Regions from separate parts of the Sus scrofa genome. Here region 1 is linked to region 2. The links are chromatin contacts, called in public HiChIP or PLAC-seq maps. All regions are on one chromosome and are shown on one strand. Each heading gives the region's core, a stretch centred on a gene start, on an enhancer-like site or on the middle of the called end of the contact. The rest is flanking DNA. Distances are from core to core; before and after follow the strand shown. Region 1 holds the start of TMEM237 (transmembrane protein 237). Region 2 holds the start of STRADB (STE20-related kinase adapter protein beta).

Evidence for each region. HiChIP or PLAC-seq counts read pairs in DNA pulled down with a chosen protein or histone mark.
Region 1: an H3K27ac HiChIP or PLAC-seq map of alveolar macrophages shows a contact between it and region 2. The contact joins the promoter of TMEM237 here to the promoter of STRADB in region 2. A contact is called at or near these places in 1 of 47 Hi-C or Micro-C datasets (heart right ventricle) and 1 of 2 datasets of contacts at active chromatin or transcription factors (alveolar macrophages).

The regions. Positions count from the first base shown.
Region 1 is chr15:105,274,321-105,277,672 of Sscrofa11.1, reverse strand. TMEM237 (transmembrane protein 237) reads left to right here and starts at 1,866. Exons shown (of 13, transcript NM_001243665.1): 1 at 1,866-1,968; 2 at 3,219-3,250. The coding sequence starts at 1,951. It overlaps MPP4 (MAGUK p55 subfamily member 4), which reads left to right. Exons shown (of 20, transcript XM_021075035.1): 20 at 1-378.
Region 2 is chr15:105,053,677-105,057,154 of Sscrofa11.1, reverse strand. It overlaps STRADB (STE20-related kinase adapter protein beta), which reads right to left and starts at 1,937. Exons shown (of 12, transcript XM_003133587.5): 1 at 1,663-1,937. TRAK2 (trafficking kinesin-binding protein 2) reads left to right here and starts at 1,101. Exons shown (of 16, transcript XM_021075699.1): 1 at 1,101-1,303.

The DNA.
Region 1 (3,352 bases), core at 617-3,116, 220 kb before region 2:
GTCTTAAGGAGACCTGCTTCATACTGGAATTTTAAACAATGTTCACTTGTTAAAGAGAGCTGGAAAAATAGCTGTAATTTAAAACAGTAGTATTGTACTATTTGCCCTATTATAATGTGTGCAACTTCAAAAGTGTTGTGGTTTGCTAATTAATCTTGCTTGAAAAAAAATTGTAAGGTATGGTTATCTAGAGTTATCTATTTGGTTTTTAGGGGAAAAAAAAGTTTTCCTTTACTTCATATACTGCATTTGATAGGGATATAAACAATGCTAAGTCACCGAGTATGAGGATATTTCATAGATTTCACATGGCCTTTGTATGATTCAGATAAGAAGAGCTTTCCTAAATAAAATTAGTGTCTAATTTCAAAAACTGCATTTTACCTTATGAAACTTCTGTTTCATGAACATGAATTTTACAAAAAGTGTCTACTTGACTAACTGCAAGAAGCATTAATACACACATTTCACATCTAACACCAGAACTTACAGAAACAGCACTGCTCCCATCATTTTACACATTAGGCTACAATGAAACGTTATTTTGATCAGAGCTGTAACAATCATTAATTTTCCCCAAAGCTAGTATCTACATTTATGCTTAAATTAGGAAAGAGGAATGGATTTCGGTGGTAGAGACCAATATCTGAGACACCTCCCCCCCCCCCCATGAGGACGTTATTCCACGAAGGCTGTCTTCCAGCAGCTCTTCCTACTCCTGTATGTCATATCCACACCATCCCCTTACTCCTTCTTAACCTTAAACTTCAAAATATCTGTAGTTTTCCATGTGAAATGAATACTTATTATTTTTCTAAAATGTCTAAACAAAATGAAGAAAATTAAGCCATTATTAACACTTTGGTGAGCCTAGATTTGATTTTATGCTGTGCTTCTTTGGATGGAGGGTAAGCAATGGAAGAAAATCCGAGAATCGCCTGCGTCAACACACACACTCAAACCCCAAGCTAAACTTTGGGCTTGGTGGTTAAATGCGTCTCTGACACCAGGGATTGCGAAGCTTGGCCGCGCGGAGGCGGGCGGAGACCTGGGGAGGCGCCCTAGTCTGGCGCCACCAAGCCCCCGCCTCCCGCAAGTCCGAGAGACCTCTGCATCGCGGGGAAGCAGCCTCGGGCCCGCGGCAGTTGCGCCGAGGCAGCCCGGCGGGCACCAAGCCATGAGGGCCGACTCCGGGCTCGGGGTGGAGGAGGACCACCCGGTGAGCGGTTTAGGGCCCGTCGGCCTCTGCTCCACCCGGGCAGCTACCTCTGGGGTGAGGCGGACGGGATCGAAAGGGGAGAGCCCAGCTCCAGGAGCTCGCGCAGCAGCCCCTTCGGCGCTCACAGGATAGGCTTGGGGTTGGGGTTGGGGTTGGGGGCTGGAAATTCGTCCCAAGGCCGGACCCGAACTCCAAGAATCGGGTGAGGGGGCAGGCGTGAATTTTCCGGGGGCCTGGGTGCGCACGTTGCCATGACGACGCCTCACTTCTCAGCGGCCCCAGCCCTTGCGAGTTTCGGGGGCAGTCGACGAGGCCCTCCTTATTCACGCCCCTCGGAGGGCATTTAGCCGCCCGGGAATGAGATCGCCGTTTGCCAGTGGGGAACTTTCAGTCCTGGTCTTCTCTTACATTCCTGGAACAAATGTCCGCAACCACTTGGGAAATCATGGGGAAAACCGTGATTGCTACCCCGCGCCCGCTGGAGCCTCTCCTCCAGGGCACTTCAGCCCGGACTCCGATGCCCCCTTTAACGCCGGAGTAGACAGAAAAGGCCAGACAGGGTCCCCCACCCCGCTCCCCTTCCTTCCCATCTTGCTGGGAGGAGGCTGTGGGTCCTAGCGGCCTGGACAGCGCAGCCCGATGACGCATTGCGCCTGCGCGGGAGCGGGCCGGGCGGCGGTGAACCCTCTCCCGGGAGCCCACGGCCGCGGGGCATCCCGGATTTAGACAGGATGGGGAAGAAGCAAGTGGTAAGCCAGCTTTAGTTCCTTTTGAGTTTACTTGAGCCACCCACCTTTTGAGGAGCGTAGAGACTGACTTTCTGGATAGATGACACCTCATTTTTGCGGGACTTTTGAAATGTGGAGTTACCCTGTGAACTGAGCCCTTGGTTAGAACGCGGTCCTTAGCATCTTGAGAACAATAGCGCTTTCATGTGACTCTCTTTTTTTCCAGTTGAATTTTAACTGCTGGATAGTGGTAAGACCTTGTCCTAGTGTAGTAGCATTTGTATTAATACATCTTTTGAATGAATGGATAGCGAAATGGGACAATTGTGGAACAAACAATCGGAGTGTTTAAAATTTAACCCTTTTTAGTCAGTATCCTCTGCAAGCAGCTTGAGATACTTGCAACATTAAACTGCATTTTAGACATTTCTGTTGGTATTTTATTTTGAAAAATTCCAGAATGCCACTTAACTGTATTTTTTCTGAACTGCAAACACTTTTCTTTTTCATGTAAAGAAGTTTTTGTAAGTTTTTTTTTTTTTAATGCTTTCTGCCCTAAAATGTGTTCTTTACGCTGTGTTCAGAGAATTTTTTTTTTTTTTAATGTGTTACTCTGTGTCTTAAAAACCTCCATCGGTTTCCTATGGAATTAAAATAGAATCTAAGCTCCTTCCCTTGGTCTTCCTAATTAATCTGCCCATGCTTGGATAACTGCTTTTTCTTTACTGGCTTTCTTTTATCTGGAACTATTTAAGCCCAGTCTCCCCTAAAAGCCTTGTATTTGCTCCCTTTGGTTCCTTTCTTATTCAAATCTCAGCTGTAATATCTCAGAGAGACTTTCCCTAACTAAAGTAATACATATGATCATACACATTACTGTAATAACGTGCATGGTTTTATATATATTTATATATGCATATATATGTATACATACTGATATATGTGTGTATAAATATATTTAATGTTATCTTCTAATACTTAACCACTAGAATGTAATTCCAAAAAAGCAGGCATTTCTCTGTTTTGTTCATTAATGTATCCCTAATGCTTAGAACAGGCCCTGGCCTGTAGATAGTAAGGAATATAGGAAGGAAGGAATTTTTGTAAGAAATTTAGAAATGATAGATCAAATTTAAAATTGCCCATTTGATCCTCATCAGTGCCTCCTGGGCATTAACTGATGAACAGGGCTATCAAAAATGTGAGGTACATGAAGTAAAGATGTTCTAAGGCTTTACTTACAAGCCGTTTTCTTTTTCTGTTCCCCATAGCGTCCTCCACGGGCCCTTCCACCTGTGCCAAGGTAAAAGTAATTTGTAGTAATTTTATTATTGAATTTTAAAAACGTAAAATCAATAAAGTGAAACATATTGAGACTATACCATTACATAATTATGATAATTCA
Region 2 (3,478 bases), core at 688-3,187:
CCTAATAAAATTCTCACTTCCATTAACTTATTCTAAGGAAACATCCGAGTAAATGAAAAAACCACACACCTGAAAGTCACTGTGCTATTGACTAAAAAAGCCAAGTATTCACTTCACAAATGTTTAATGAATGCCTGTCATGGGTCAGGCACTGTGCTAGGCACTTGGGACACTCATTAGTGACCACCGCAGACAAGGCCCTGACCACTTGTAGGGGACATTCCCACAAGCAGTAAGATTAGAGATATCATGATTAACTGAATTTCCTGGTTCTCAGGATTTTGTTTCCTGCTTTTCCCACGTAATATAAGTAAGTTCTTAAACAACAAAAATTTTGTAAACTCCATTACACTTTTTTTTTCCCAGAAAAACTCATAAGAAACACAATCTGTGAGAACTGTGCATGGGTTAATCCCAGAGATTTTGCTTTAGATGTGACAGACTATTAAGAGATAATATTATAAGACATTTTGAGGTCAAGGCAGCAGCTGCCCCTGCTAAGGGCAGCGGGGGGAGGGAAGGATAGCTTTGCTGTCATAATTTTCTCCTGCATGCGCTTTCACTAGGTATAAATATAAATTCTTTAAAAAAAATCATGGTGAGACTTGTATTTCTAAATATATTCACAGGTACATCAGTGTGGTCTCTTGCACTTGTATCTAAAAAGCTAATTAGGATAAAGCCTTATAAATAATTTAAATCTGTTCTATATTAATGGTTCCTCCTAAGGCTTTAATCTGAAAGGTTAAATTAACACTTGCTGAGAAAATCAGGAGCGCATCTAAATTACACAACTGGGGAGGGGGGAGAGAATTAGTTAATGTAAACATCCAAAAGAGACCACTGTTACTGGGAATGCAAAAAACCTGATTTAACTGCGCAGAGCTCTAAGATTACTGTAAGTTTCAAAGGGATCCTGGGAACCCATAAAGTCTTAAAAATTAGAGCGACGCACAACTCAGTAGAATTTTCCAAACTTAGCATCGTGACTCACACTTTCAAAAAATATTTACGAAGTGCCTACTGTGTGCCAGGCTCTAGGCTAGGTAGGCGCTGTCACAAATTCTGATCAAGTTCTAAGGGAAAAGGTGCCTGACACAACAAACCCACGAGGAAACAACACAACGCTGAACTTAAATACCGAGGACCAAACGCAGCTTGAGCATTTAATGATGTAAAAGCTTCCTTCCGAGTCCTGTTTTGGGGCACTTTGTTAGCGAACTCACAGAAGGTGTCACACGGAGCGGGGGCCGGAGGGCGTCCTCGGTTTGGAAACTTCTCGAGCGGGGAAGCACGGCCAAAGGTGAGAGCAAGGGTAAGGGTGGGGGTGGCGGGGCCGGGGGAGAGCGCGGCGGGCGGATGGGCCCCCAAACACCTGGCACCGCCAACCCCAGCAGGCGCCGCCTACGCCGCACGCAGGTGCCTCCGCCGCCGCGAGGCCCAGGACTCCCGGGCAGAGCCGGAGCTGCGCGGGGCGCACGGGCCGGTCGCCACGCAGAGCCGGGCTCCCTCCACAGCCCCGCTGGCCGCCCGGGCTCGGGCTTGAGGCAGGGTGGCGAGTTCTAGTCCCGGGCTTCCCGAGGTTAGCGCGAACGCAACCGCGCTCCCTCACGTCCCAACTGTCCCTCCCTTACCCTCCCCGGCCCGGCGTCCCCTCATTACCTAGGCGGCGACCAAAGCCAGCAGCTCTCCTCAGGCAGCCAAAGGTGCAGGGCCCGGGTGCCCGGCCCGCCCAGGGGCAAGGCGAGAGCGCAAGGCCCGCTCCCAGCGCGGGCCGCGAAGCTCAAGAGGGCGGCGCGACCCGGACTGGGACTGTGGGCCTGGAACTCGGCCCCAGCCCGGGGCACCCCGCCGGGACGGGATTCGCCCCACCCCGGCTGCAGGGTCGCGGCCCCGCCTCCCGCCTCGGGGCCGCCGGTTAGGGGGCGTGGCCTTTCGTGCTAGGGGCGTGGCCTAGAGGAAACTGCAATTCCCAGCAGGTAGTGCGCTAGCGCCTTAGAGGCTGCTGGGAGAGTGGGTCTCGTCCTCTCTTCCCCAATTGTGCGGGGCGGGGGACTGTAATTGAGCCGGCGTCGCTGCAAAACCGAAGTCGCCGAGTGATGATGTTGTGAAGTCGCCCACCAGTCCCTGCCACGCCCGGGCGGTTACAGGCAGCGGCGGCCGCTTTGGCTGCTGCTCCTAGGCTGCCGCCGCTTTTAGAATCTTCTCCTTGAAGGAGCGCGGGCGCAGGACCGAGGACCCCGGGCTATTCCTGTAAGTAACCTTCCCGCGCACGACCCGAACTTGCTCTTGCCATCTTCTCTTGAAGGCAGAGGAGCCTCCTCGCCCCGCGCTCCTCCTGGTCCTCGGAGGTCGCGCGCGGACACTGGAGCCGGAGCTGGGTACTGGAGGGCTGGGTGCTCGCCGGGTCCCCGCCCCGCTCTGGGAAGCGGGTGGTTTTCTAAGGATAAGGGCGAAGTGGTGGGCATTGGACTCTGGTCCCCGGGTTCACCCCAGATGCGCCTCTGAGGAGGATTAGCAGTATCCCATCCTCTGCCGGACAGTACTCACCTAGTGCCCCATCCCCGAGCGATGAGCGGCTTTAGTGTCTGGACGTTAAACCTTAAGCCTCAGTCGCCATCTGTGATGGGAGAGAGATGAGACGATAGTGGAAAAGAGCTCTATGTTGAGTTGGGCTTTTCTTGCAATTGATTTTGAGCCAGACGTCTTTTAAAAGAAAGACAGTTGCCTTTAGTTTCAACCGTAAATAATGAATATTGGCAGATATCCTTTTAGTATCAGCATAAAGATAATCTCCCAAACACTTGAAAGACTTCTGGGTCATTTTAATAGTGGTGAACTCGGTTACTTGCCCACGAGCCTTTTATTTAAACCTGCAGTTTCTGCCCCAGAAACAAACTTTTCACTGGAAATTCATCAAGCTAGAATGGACCATAGAAATAAAATGAAAAGGACTCTTCCAGGTTTTTGTTTTTAATTTATTTCAGTCATTTTTCCCCTCAACTTCAAATCTTTGCTGTAGAATTGGAAGTCTGAGCTAGAGTGATCTCCAAATAGCATGTTGACGGTGGTGACATGACACTACAGAAGAAATTGTGAAGGACATTTGGTGGTAAGAAAGGGCAAGCATGAAGACACTTTATCATCTCAGCAGTTATTCCAGCTTTCTGTTTTTAAAATTCAGTAACATTCAGCAAGTCTCAGACATTCATCAAACACTGAAAGACAGTTGTTATATTTACATATCTTTATTCATAGGATGACAGGAGTCAGACAAACATTTGAGTACTTCCAATCAGCCAGGCATCTCAGTTATGAGCTCTACATACGTTGGATCTCTTAATCACTAAAATAATTCTGTTGCATAATCTGAGGTTCAAAAACTTTGCTTATGTAACAAGTAGAGATTCATACCTAGATCTATCTGCCTTACTTCAAAGTGTGGGTCAGGTAACTTGTACCTACTTCAGAATTACTG